Regions from separate parts of the Mus musculus genome. Here regions 2 and 3 are each linked to region 1. Evidence: chromatin contacts called from public HiCAR-type and HiChIP or PLAC-seq data. All regions are on one chromosome and are shown on one strand. The core of a region is the stretch at or near the end of the contact, and the rest is flanking DNA. Distances in the headings are between cores, read along the strand shown. Region 1 holds the start of Plpp4 (phospholipid phosphatase 4). Region 2 holds the start of Wdr11 (WD repeat domain 11). Region 3 has its middle 16 kb from the start of Wdr11.

Region 1 (4,176 bases), core at 704-3,203:
TCCTGACATGGCAATCGCACATACCTATAAGCCCAGCTTTGGAAGGCAGAGGCAGGAAGGTCAGAAGTTCAAGGCCAATGTAAGCTACAGAGATTTTGAGGTCAGTGTGATTGAAGTGAGATGGTGCCTCAAATAGACAGCAAATACAACGTAAACATAAGATTCACAATTGTAGTCTCTGCTATAGACTCTGGTGAGTAGGTAGGACTGCCACAAGGAGGTCCTCACCACCCACCTAATCTTGTCTTACTTCTCTGTGTGATTGGTGGAACCCCTCTTCTCCAGGGCGAAATACATTATGAGTCCTAGCATCCAGCACCCCACTTTGCACAGCTGCCTGGTTAATGCTTACAGTTAAGTGAAGTCTCTGCTCGCATTCTTGTTATCACTCCACTCAGAACACAGCTACCGGGCAACCTCAGCCGTAGGGTTTCCGGTACAACTTGGTCAAGCTGTGGGAAGAGAGTTGTCTTCATAGGAATGCTAGGCCCAAGTCATGGAGAACAGAGCCACTTCCTCCTCCTTCCACATCTCTCCTGGTCTCCCTGAACATGATATCCCATGTGCCTGATGATCTATACATGCACTGCTCACGTGCCAAAGCCCTCCACAGACAGCAGACACTGCTTCTGTATCTTCAATTGCTGGGATGGTGTTCCTTCCACACAGCCTGGATCCCTCCCCACTGAGGCGCCTGGGCTCAGCTGTCTAAGGGCTGGCATGTGCCATTGGCAACAGGGTCTGCTTTCTACCTACTCCTACTTGGGTCCAAGTGGGAAATCTAGATCCCCAGGACCGGGAGCCAACTTCTAATCCATCCCTGCTCACAAAATCCTGAGAGGTCTTTCCTAGAATCCAAGAAAGATCCAAGTTCCCCAGAGACAACCCTACAAGTATGATTAATGACTTCTACGGGTGATGCAAATGCAAAGCCAAGACCAAGCCGCCGGTCCCAGGCTTGTGGTTGTCACCCCCAGGCCACCATTTATTTATATTTGAATTTCTGACTGAGTACTGAGACCAAGGCTCCTGCTTCTACTTGTTGCCTGATGATAGCCTGCTATGTGCAGGCAGGGATGCTAAGAGAGCTGCTGTTCATATCCACAGCACAGCAGCCCCAAGCCACTGATGGTGTTGGAGGATGCTGGAGGAGAGGAGAGGGTCCTCAGATACTACATAACAATGGTGGCATAAGAGGGCGGGGACCAAGTTCACATTGGCCCTCAGTTTGTGTCAGGGTTTTTGTATTCCAGTCTGGCACCTTCTGAGAGAAAGCAAAGATTGGGAGCAATCTTCTGGGAACTTTCTAGAATCAGGGGTGGGGAAAAGAAAATCTGAGGTTGGTAAGACCTAAGAGGGTCAGAAAGCAGAAAGGAAGAAGCGCTCCCAGGTGGAGCCAGAGAATGCCAGGGCTGTCCTGAGTGTGAGAGAATCCCCAAAGCGCCCATCTCCATGTCCACGTGCGGGTGTGCGAAGAAAGAGCAGAGAGCCAGAGCAGGAGTCGCAGGCTGGAGAGGAGGCGCGCAGCGGCCGCCGGCGGAGCGTGCTGCTGGGCGCGGAGCCCAGGGGCGGCCCAGTAGCCGGGAAGCCGCGCAGCGCGCCGGGAGGGAGGCGGCGGCGACGACAGCAGGGCATCCCCCAGGCTTCCCCTCCTGGGTCCTGGGCGCCAGGCGCAAACCCAGGACACAGAAACAGCACTGATCGCAAGTGAGCAGTGAGTCCCTGACGCGCCCCTGATCGGCGTTATCAGGAGTGGGACCTGAAGAGGCTGGTGTCTGGGTGTCCGGGAGCCCAGAGCGGGAGGCTGGGACTGAGCCCTCCCCGCCGCCCCCACCCCGCGCCCGCCTCCCGCCCCCGCCCGCGGCCTGCAGCGCGCCTCCCTCACCGCCCAGGCTCCGGAGAGCCGCTCCGGCCGAGCCGTGGGAGCCACGGACAGCGCCAGCTGCCGCTGCGGGAGCTACTCCGGCTGCACCATGCGGGAGCTGGCCATCGAGATCGGGGTGCGAGCCCTTCTCTTCGGGGTCTTTGTGTAAGTAGTGGTGCACCGCGGGAGGGGACCTAAAGACTCAGCCTCTGGGAGCCCCAACTTTGTTTGCGCTGCTGTGTCTCGCCGGGGCCTGGGTTCGAGATTCCCTCCTTGGTTGGTGCCGGGGATGTTCCATACGGGATCAAAAGAAATCCTCTCCTCCTTTTCTTGGGACCCTCAGCGCACAGTAATCCTAGCATGCCCAGGACTGAGACCTGCTTCCGTAGTAGCTCCTAGTCTGGAAGCAAGTCTGGCGGCCCTAGCTCCGATGCCCCAAGTCTGATCCTTTCACCAGCCCCGCGCACACCTGTCCCTGGAATTTAGGCTGCTCCTTAAGACCAGGACAGGCAGCCTGGCTCGTGCCCTAGGGAAGTTTCTCTCTCTCCTGTGATCTTTGAAGCTGATGATGGCAGTTTTTACTCTTGGCCCCTTCTCCCGACACCCCATGCTGTGCCCAGGCAGCCAGGGTCAGCCTAGGTCTCCTTCTATGTCCCTGGTTCCTGAACTGACAGCCCTACAGAGCCTCAAATAGGTGTCTGCGTTACTTCTCTGCCTGGAAAACTGTTGCCATGGAGGGTTGAGCAGGTCAGGATCTGCAGCAGGCTGCGGGGCTCAGAACACCAGGAGCTCCTTTTACATGTGACTGGCAGAAGCCCTTTGGGGACAGCATTGAAATGTTCAGGTGGCACCTAGGAATAGTCATTTCGGAAAAAAGGAGGGAGCCTGGTGCCATTTCTTCAGAAATGTCTGTGCTCGGGCTCCCCCAAGGAGCTTTCTCGGCTTTCTAGTCTCTTGGGTTCAAACCCACCTAGCAGGTAGCCTTAAGTTACCAAGGGGGTAACTGCGGGTTACCACGGCTGACACATCTGCACTGTTACCCCCAGTAGTAGGTCAGGTTTTCTCTTTCCTACCCATGGCTGGCTGACACATTTTATATATTAAAGTTGCACGGACTTTCTCGATTTACTGGAGTCTTGGTGTGTGTGTGTGTGTGTGTGTGTGTGTGTGTGTGTCCCATCAAGGCAATCAAGAAGCACCCCTCCCAATAAATTTCTGCCCCAACCATGGCAGGTAGGCAAGTGTGTAGTATAAAAGACTACTTCTGCACCTTGGGGTATATGCATAGAAAGGAATGCTTTTTAAATTTTATTTATTTATTTATTGTGTGTGTGTGTGTGTGTGTGCGCGCGCGCGCACATGCGTTTAAATTAGGGATTAAATTCATCCTGAGGATTCATTCATACCATCAGAAAAGACTAGGAGCTTTCCAGATGTGGGCCACCCCCTCCCCTTTCTGCCTGAACACTAGTGTTATTCACTGGGAACAGGGAGAAGGAACTTCAGTTGGATCTTGATGCATATGAAAAGAATCAAGCCCCTCCCCCTTCTTTCTCTCTGTCTTTCTACCTTTGGAGTAAACCTTCAAAGGCCTGGCTGCCGGTTGATTGCATGGGGGGCAGTTTTGGGTTGGCAGATAGGCTAAAACCCCACTCAATGATTAGGTGTTAAAAATGATAGACTGATGGTTAGTGCATGGTAGAATCTAACATTTGTTGGGGGGGGAATGTCTGTACAAAAGTAATGCAGGAATAACATGAAATAGGCTAGAAGGCTCTCTGCTTTAATTGCTTCCGGGAAGATTTATTTTAAAAGGGTCTAACCACATGCAAAATATTTATATGTTTTCACATTTCCTTTCAAACAGTCTTCCAAACACGTATGAGATGTTTTCAAATCTACAATGGCTCGTTTAGTGAATTAGAAAACTTGGTAAATTTTGTTTGTGTGTCTGGCTTTTTCTAAGAACATCATGTAAAAAACAAAACAACTAACCAACCAACCAACCAACCAATGAAATCACCCATCACTTTTCAGTGTTTTCCCCAAAGGCCCCTCCTGTGTTCTTTAGTGCGGGATCTATAATCACCTGCCACCACAGGATACATATGGACATTGATTGCATTTTGGCATGATTCTTGAGTTTCATATGAAATTGCCAATATTATCTATAAAGACCAGATTGGCACTGAAGTCAAGCTGGGGGTGGCAGTTTATGCAGATAATGGCTTCTGGGAGAACATAGGAGGAGAGGGGACACAGATGACCTCTTGTTTCCTCGGATAAGCTTCTGGTGCCTTGGCAGAGGCTAG
Region 2 (4,176 bases), core at 1,204-3,703, 330 kb after region 1:
TAGATAGATAGATAGATAGATAGATAGATAGATAGATAGATACATGGTAGACAGAGAGATGATATCCCTTGTAGGCCAATAATTCTTTCAATATTGCCCCTGTATTCATTGAAATGATCTGATAGCCCTCATTTTAAAGCTGGCTGTCATGGTGTTTGTGTCTTGGAGGCTCACAAGCCAAATTGGACTCTATTTTCACCCAAATCCTTATCAATTCTTCTCTTGCAAGCCATGCCTTCAAAAAGAAAGGTCTTTATCTGCTAAAATGATATCTTAGAGGAAGCAATGCAGTCACTGAAAACAGCAGGCCTTGTTTTATGCCTATCAGTAAATAAACAAGGAATTATAGGAAGCTAAGTGTTACGTTAAGGCTTTGTAAATGTTTGGTCTAATTTAATCCTTTTCTCTGCCACAATAACAGGGGGAAGGAGTTTGTATTAGTGCAGGTTCTATCTCTCTGACAGAACACTATGATCAAGGCAACTTAGGAAAGACAAAGTTTATCTAGACTTACAGTTCTGGAGGGATAAGCATCAATCAAGGCAGGGAATTATGGCAACAGGCAAGATGGAGGAACACATGAGAACTACATTTCAAACCACAAGCAGAAAGCAGAGAAAACAAACTTGAGATGGTCTATCTAAGCCTTTAAACTCTCAAAATCTGTCCCCAGTGACACACTTCCTCCATCCAGGCCAGACCTCCTGAACCTACGAAACAACCGACAACTGAAAAATCAAATGCTCTAATGCTCAGGATGGTGAGGGACGTCTCACTGAAGCCAGCACAGAGGCTGAAAGGAGTTAAAGATGCTTCTCAGAGTCACAATGAGTGACCTAAAGCCCTCAGTAACACCGACCTTCCATGAGCCCCTTGAAGATGCAGGAGAAGAGGGACATTCATGTAGATTTTTACATATGCAAGCACTGAGCAGGACTATCAGCAGGGTTCCAAGAGTCATCATGCTATGCAGTTTCAGTAACTAAAAATACAGATGAAATCTACATATATAGTAAAGAATATCAAAAGAACAACTTACCAACATTTGTTTCATTTCATCATTTTTTAAGATTTCCTTTCATTTCAACTATGTGTTTATGTGAGGGTATGTTCTTGTGTAGGAGCAGGAGCACTAGAGTCTAGAAGGGTGTGAACCCTGGGAGTTGGAATTACAGGTGGTTGTGAGCTGTCTCACTCTGGTGCTGGAGAACACACTTAAGTCCTCTTAACTGCAGCCTTTGACTTTGCTGGGAATATTTGCGTAGCCAATTGACTCAAGGTTCATGTTGACATTTATGGAACGACAGTGGTTTTTTTATATACATCTTATATGTTTTAATATAAATCTTATATATAAATATTGTAATATAATCTATATATAAACATAGTATGTATTTATATTATGTATGTATATTTTATAATACTACATATTATAATATATAATTTCTATAATGTATTGTGCTATATATCATATAATATACATATCATAAAATATATTTCTATATTATATGTTTATTCAACACATACTTTTGTATATTTTAATAAACATTATATATGTATATATATATGAAAAGGAACTTCAATTTATAATAAACGAAGAATACTTATAACTCAGAAGTGAAAAGACAAAGTGAGCTAAAATATCCCAATAGGGTATTTTTAAAAATAATTACAAATGGCTAAATTGCTGCTAAAAGACACTCAACATCTTTACTCACTGAGTCTTCCTCACCTCACTTGTGTGTTGGCCAGATTTCCAAATCTGAAACAAGCACCCGAGATACTCAGTCTCTAAAGGACAATATCTCGGAGCTTCTAGTCCATGCCTGGTTTGCCCCATTGTTCTTGAACCTATACCATGGTGACGATGCACAGCAAGATGGCAAAACCTTTCACTTCATGGGCCACAAAAAATAAGGAGGAAAAGACCAGGGTCCAACAATTCCCTTCAACAGCACCTCCCACCCCAACCTGGGCGCTTCTCCTAGTGATCTAAAAACCTCCCAATGGGCCCTTCTTCCTAAAGTAGGGAAAATCACGTTTTTTAATACATGGTCCTTTGGGAGCGAGTTATGCAAACCCTATTAGCCAGGATAGTTATCACATAATAAAAAGAGAACAAACATTAGTGAGCATTAGTGAGTAGACAGTCACTGTGTCTTCTCATGCAGGACCCTTCTACAACAAACAGTGGCTGGCAATGGTAGTTGCCCTAAATTAACATATCAAAGGCAGAAAAGCAAACTGGGAGTTTTATTGTTTTGTTTTCACGATTTCCAGCAATCTTTCTCCCAAAAGGAAGAAAGCAGATGCGACTGGTAGCAGAACCCCTCTTCCATGCTTAGCTCCAACCCACACTCCATGGGATTCACTTGAGTTTCGGAACTTTGGAGAGGGAGGAACCTAGAAGTCCTAGTTCCTGGAGAGACGACGGACTATTGGAAGGAGGAACCTGGGATTTCACGGAACCCAACTGCTGGCGCGGACGCGACTACCCGGACTTTGGAACGGAAGAGCTGCTCGTGTCGCTTCCTGCCTGCCGGTGGGGAGGGCCGGGGTGCCGCCGCGATGTTACCCTACACCGTAAACTTCAAGGTGTCAGCGCGCACCCTCACCGGGGCTCTCAACGCGCACAACAAGGCGGCGGTGGACTGGTGAGGGCAGTGCTTCCGGCCTCGGCCGCAGTTCGCGAGGGGACGGGGAAGAACACTGGGCTTCCGGTTTTCCTCGCCTAGACCGCGGCCAGCGTCCCACAGCTCGCAGATTTGCTTTTAGTTGAGACATTTGTGTTGTCCTATAAGTCGCAAATGCCTGGAGCCGGCAGGTCCTCGGTGCAGACAGTTTCAGTCCTGGGTTCTTTCTCCGCATCTCATTCCTTTACTGTCCCCATTTCCTCTTCCCCAGCCTGCACCCGGGAGGGCTTCTCTCCTTGTCTCCTTTTCTCTTCCTGGTCCTGACTCTTTCTTACTCTTTCAGACTCCTCTTTTTCACTTAGATGCATTCAACAATGCCCCAAACTGTGTCCTGTCACTTACCTACTCCCACTTTTATCTTTACTGGTTCCCGTGAAGCACGGCCTCCACAGCCAGTTCTCTTTCCACAGTGAAATAACACCCAGGTTCTGAGAACTAACCATGTGAGGCAAATCCTATTACTGTTGTGCTAGGAATGTTGCTGCGGAGGCTGAGACCTCTCATGTACTTTTTTATCTGATTGAAAGGACTAAGACTAGTCACTCATCCTAGGGGCATTGTGGATTCTATGTTGTTATAAAAAATAAATGTTATTAAATGCTGAATAAGACAGCATGTGTTCATACAAAACCAGCCCAGATTGGTTTTGCACATCAGAGCTCTTTGTAGATATCTTTTAGAACTGTTGATCTGAGTGAAAATGAGTCTCAATAAATATTTGTAAACTTAGCTGGGGGTGTTTTGTAAATGGAACAATATCACAAGCCTTTCACTTTAAGAAGTACTACTAATAATGGCACATGTGAACTAGATTTGTTTATGATAGGCAAAGTTGAGTCGCTTTGTTTTATATTTTAACACTTGTTTCGCCAGGGGCTGGCAAGGTTTAATTGCATATGGATGCCATTCACTGGTGGTAGTGATCGATTCCAATACTGCCCAAACTCTACAAGTTCTAGAAAAACATAAAGCTGATATTGTTAAGGTAAGTTAAGTCACACATCAGCCCCATAACCTCAAGTTTAATACGTCATCAGGTTCTCATTAAGTCATAGATATAAATACAATTATCTAGGGTTGCCTAGCATTTACATACCCATGACTTAATGTCAATCCAGAATACATTGTTAAGTGCTAGTTCTGGGGCACTTTGAAAAGGTGAGTGGAAATACCAGTTCTGTCATTTACCATAGCACCCCCTCATCCATTAGTTTTGAACACTGACTACCATGTGCTAAGAAAATATAAAGTGTAACTGTCTTTGTGGGTGTGAGTCACACTGTGGTTTTGATTTGTGATTTCATGGCGAATATAATCTGTGATTTCATGAACATCTTTTCATAGACTTGCTGGTTATTTGTGTGTCTTTGTAAAAGCCCTGTGACCGTTTGTATATGCTCGGCCCAGGGAGTGGCACTATTAGAAGGTGTGGCCCTGTTGGAGTAGGTGTGTCACTGTGGATGTGGGCTTTAAGACCCTCATT
Region 3 (4,176 bases), core at 639-3,138, 320 kb after region 1:
TTGCTACCTCAGAGGGCATATATATTTCCAGCCATGGGCTGTTGGGAACTTCTGAGTCCCCTTCTATGGAGTGGCCCTCAAGTCCAATCAGCAAGTGATTGGTTACCTCCAAAACAGTTAGGTCATTATTCTATCAATGGCCACATCCTGCTTTGCCAGTCAATAGTGTAGTTTGCAAGGTCCACATCCGAGAAAGAATGCTGGTGACAGTTCTGCCCCAACGGTTTACAGAGCATCTGGCAGCATGATAAAAGCTAGCTAGTAGGAAGGAGGCTTCCAAATTTAGTTCCAGCTTGGTTTTTCTATGTCTTGCAACCAAGTCTGTGATGTATTCAGCAATAGAGACTTAACATCTGGCTCTAGTTGGTAATCAACAGCAGAGGCAAAAAAAAAAAAAAACTATTGTTTTGGGACCCTTAGCAGCCTCCTTGGTCAACAACACACAGGGGTGGACGGTAGCCCATCTCTGACAGTGGAATTTCTTTCTGGCTTCAAGAAGTTCTTGTTGGTGTGTTTTGGAAAGACCTTGATACAGCCCAGGATGTCCTATAACTTGAGACATTGCTATACTGCCATGCTGAGCTTCTATCACAATTTCTCTTCGAAAGAAGAGTCAAATAACAGGCTGTCATCCTGTATGTTTGTATTTCCTAAGATGACATTGTAGCCATCTTATCAATACACTCTGTGATAGTGTACAGCAATGAAAGTGCACTGCGATGCAGTTCTCACATGGCATCTCTGTTACTAGATGACACGTGATCATGCAAACAAATCACTTCTCTGTCCATTAAAAGTTTGCATAGAGCACTGCCCAGATTTCTCTGGCCTTCCATCCTTTCTCTGGGCTTTCATTTCTCCTTTTTCATGACTGCTAACGAACAAGAGGCAACTAAGCAGCTCACTGGAACTTGAGAAAGGAAATACGCAAACCCACAGAGATGGGAAGTAGATCAGCACTTGTCAGGGGCTGAGGCATGGAGAAATCTTTTTTAAGTGTGGAAAGATTGTTCATAGGTACAGGATATATTTCGAAGGCCATGAACATGTTTTGAAATACAGAAGCAATTATTAATAAGGTCTGGGAATATAAAGAGCATGGAATTCTACAATTCTAAGGGGGAAATTTTATGATGTTACTTTTATATCAACAGAAAAAAGATAGAATGATGGGTAGATAGATGGATGATAGATGGGAGGAAATAGATGAATACAAAAAAGGCAGATAAACAGATAGAAAAGCCCAGGCTAGACTGACTCTTTCAGCAAATCCAAAGTAGCCAAGGGCCTCCAAGCAAACCCCCAAGTGATTTTCTCACCAGGATGATTTTGGCTATCTGGCTCCTGGGCTGCTGCTCTGTGACTTTTGCTGCATGGAAGAAATGCAGTGATGAAGAGAGGCAGGGTGGGGGTGTCACTTAGAGCGCTCTGGGAGGGAAGAGGTATTTGCACTTCACAGAGCCTGGCATGGAGACAGAGCACCAGCCAGATCCTCTGCTTTGACTCCTAGCAGCAGGCAATGATTGCTAATTAGAGAGAAAAGCATGCTGTTGTCATTTCAAAAAACAAAGAACACAAAGCCAAATGTTCACTCATAATCACTTCAAAAAAAAGGCATGGGTGGTCAGGCTGAGCACCCCAGGGGCCCAGGCCATTAGCTAAGGGGTGAATGTCTTAGACCTGCAGATGTCAGCTGAGACATCCTCGCACGTATTAATAGACAGATGGAGCTGGAGAGCCTGCAGCTCTGAGGCTGGGTTAGCGATGGCTCTGATTCCCTGTAGTTTCCGAATCACACTCCTGTAAGATAAGGAGCACCTTCATTTCCCCAAGTCTGTGAAGCAGGAATCGCCATTGCTATGGACCAGGTCTGAGGGTGGCTTTAAACAGAACTATGCTTTAGGGCTACGCTGGTAGCAGTATGAACAAGGACATACATTTCTAGTGATGACAGGGGAAGCTCTCCTAAATTACTTGGACTTCCTATGTATTTTTGCCCTACAAATAATCATTGCTTGAGTAATTATCACCTGACTGTGAGCAGAAAAATAACCTACTTTAGCCAGCTTGTCTCCGCTGAGCAATGGAACAGCCCCGATCTTATGAAACAAGATTGTTTATCTAATAAGAGAAGTTGCTATAATTAGTCAACACTCGTGACTTTTTTTCCCTGAAATAACTTCTCTGCATACTTCTTTTCTCTAACACAGCACAGCCATGACTTCTGGGAGTTCATTTTGATTACTCTATTAGCTGGGTCACTAATTAAGTAGATGGATTTGAGGGGAATTATATCAGGATCCTGCAAATAACATAGGAATCCTCTGGGAGTTGTTGGCAAAGGCATCCTAAAACACAACTTCTCTGTGGCAGCAAGAGCTGGTCACTGTGGGAAGGGGGACCTTCTCCTACCAGGATGTCCCCCTCTTCCAAGATCGGGTGGGCTCCTGCTTCAAATCCAGCTTCTCCTGTCTTCACCGCCATCAGTCCTGCATGGAGATGTGTGTCCAAACTGTAAAGCATGTCTTTATGGTTTTGTTGTTGTTGTTGTTTTGAGACAGGGTTTCTCTATGTATCCCTGGTTGTCCTGGAACTCCCTCTGTAGACCAGGTTAGCCTCGAACTCAGAAATCTGCCTGCCTCTGCCTCCCAAGTGCTGGGATTAAAGGAGTGTGCCACCACTGACCAGCCAAAGCACGTATTTTAATAATAGTCTAAATGCCAATTTCTGGAATTCTATATTGAGTGTCTTCAGTTTATGGAAGAATGATTAGAAATGATGCTTCTCTCTTCAGAGTCATAGCATGTAGAGAACAAGATAAAGAGACCAGAATCATGGTATGCTGGGCCTCTGGGCGTGTTGCGTCCTCTCTCGGCTTTCTGACATTACCCAACAAGCAGGACCTGTGCAAAGGGATACTTCTCCCCAAACTTGCCGGACTAAAGCCTGGAATTTAGGAGATTCCACAAGTCCACAAATGACTTGTGGATGGTAAGGAAAGAGTAGCCTGGGGTGGGAGGGGGTGTGGGATGAGAAAACAAGATTGGAATCAAGAGTGGGTGCCTGAGGGCCACCTTCCAAACCAGAGACCTTCAGGTCCCCTTATGACTCCAGAAGCCTCTTCCACTCTACAGTTTGCCACTAATACCTGGGAAGTTCTGGCTTTCTCCACAGCCAGCCCAGGGTCCCTATCAAACTGAAGTATAAGAACCTGTTGGGCTGTTGATCCGATTTGCCATGTGTAAAGAGAAGAGATTGTGTTTTGTGACAGTGAGGCAGAGAGTTTAGGACCATGGCAAAGAAAATGTGATTCAGTGGCAAACCCCCTTAGAAGCTCTCAGGAAAAAGCACCACCCGTCCTTCCCTGTATTAGTCAGAGAATGCTGCTCTACACCCATAGCCGCCACTGTGTCTCTGAAGGAAAGAGGGACCCATGGCACGTTCGTTCTCATTTTTGATTGAAGAGATACAGGGATGGTTTGGGTGTCCTACTTCAAGGTCACAAACTAACAGTTTATCAGTGTCATGGCCTCTAAATAGGGAGGAAGCCAATTCCTCTCAAAAGATGTCAGTCTTCCCGCAGCCTCTTCCATGCCTTTGCTCCCCAAATAGTCCACACTTAACTGCACTTTTAGACCCCCTACCACTACTGACCCAGTAAGCTTCTGTTATGCTCCCAACGTGCTCATGAACTTAACTAGAAGGTTTGATTTTGAGTTCCAAAGAGAAATTAAAACAAAAACCACAAAAACACTAAAACAGGAAAAAAAAATAACCACAAGACTAGGGGCAGTTTTCATTTACTCCTTGATATTTTTTTTATTTTCCTAGAGACAGAGCACTGTGAAGGGGAACCCCTTCCCAGACATGGGCTTCCATGCTCTACTGGGTCATGGTTGATTAGAAGCTGAGTCACAGGCAATTACTGCTGCTAATTAAAATCTTCGAGTAAATCTCTTTCTAATTGAAGAAGAATGTATCTGAGGATGTTTTTAAAGTAAAACTTTCGACTCATTTACATTTAGATGTGAATGGAGGAAAGGGGGCAGCATATGCACCCACTTTGCTCATCTTGCTGCAAAATTATGCTAGTTCTAAATAGTTACAGTAAACATATTGTTCATGTTGTCCTTGAAACCTAGGTATATCTGGGGTTGAGTAGCCTGCTACCTGTCT

What was found. HiCAR-type assays count read pairs that join an accessible place to other places. HiChIP or PLAC-seq counts read pairs in DNA pulled down with a chosen protein or histone mark.
Region 2: a HiCAR-type map of astrocytes shows a contact between it and region 1, with 2.2 times the contacts expected there. The contact joins the promoter of Wdr11 here to the promoter of Plpp4 in region 1. A contact is called at or near these places in 4 of 39 promoter capture datasets (embryonic stem cells, hippocampal neurons and stem cell-derived epiblast-like cells), 2 of 484 Hi-C or Micro-C datasets (embryonic stem cells and nephron progenitors), 2 of 115 datasets of contacts at active chromatin or transcription factors (astrocytes and oligodendrocyte precursor cells) and 2 of 9 other capture datasets (adipose tissue and liver).
Region 3: an H3K4me3 HiChIP or PLAC-seq map of forebrain shows a contact between it and region 1, with 4 times the contacts expected there. The contact joins the enhancer-like site here to the promoter of Plpp4 in region 1. A contact is called at or near these places in 3 of 39 promoter capture datasets (cranial neural crest, embryonic stem cells and stem cell-derived epiblast-like cells), 1 of 484 Hi-C or Micro-C datasets (nephron progenitors) and 3 of 115 datasets of contacts at active chromatin or transcription factors (embryonic forebrain, forebrain and oligodendrocyte precursor cells).

What each region holds. Positions count from the first base shown.
Region 1 is chr7:129,255,141-129,259,316 of GRCm38.p6, forward strand. Plpp4 (phospholipid phosphatase 4) reads left to right here and starts at 1,954. Exons shown (of 7, transcript NM_001080963.1): 1 at 1,954-2,029. The coding sequence starts at 1,974.
Region 2 is chr7:129,589,410-129,593,585 of GRCm38.p6, forward strand. Wdr11 (WD repeat domain 11) reads left to right here and starts at 2,454. Exons shown (of 29, transcript NM_172255.3): 1 at 2,454-2,654; 2 at 3,567-3,678. The coding sequence starts at 2,569.
Region 3 is chr7:129,573,848-129,578,023 of GRCm38.p6, forward strand. No RefSeq gene overlaps it. Among named protein-coding and RNA genes, the nearest start is that of Wdr11, 16 kb to the right of the region's middle. Within about 2 kb of position 1,889, at least 31 of the 459 cell types and tissues checked have an H3K27ac peak or open chromatin away from gene starts, as enhancers often do. A contact at or near this core is called in forebrain, where this site is marked.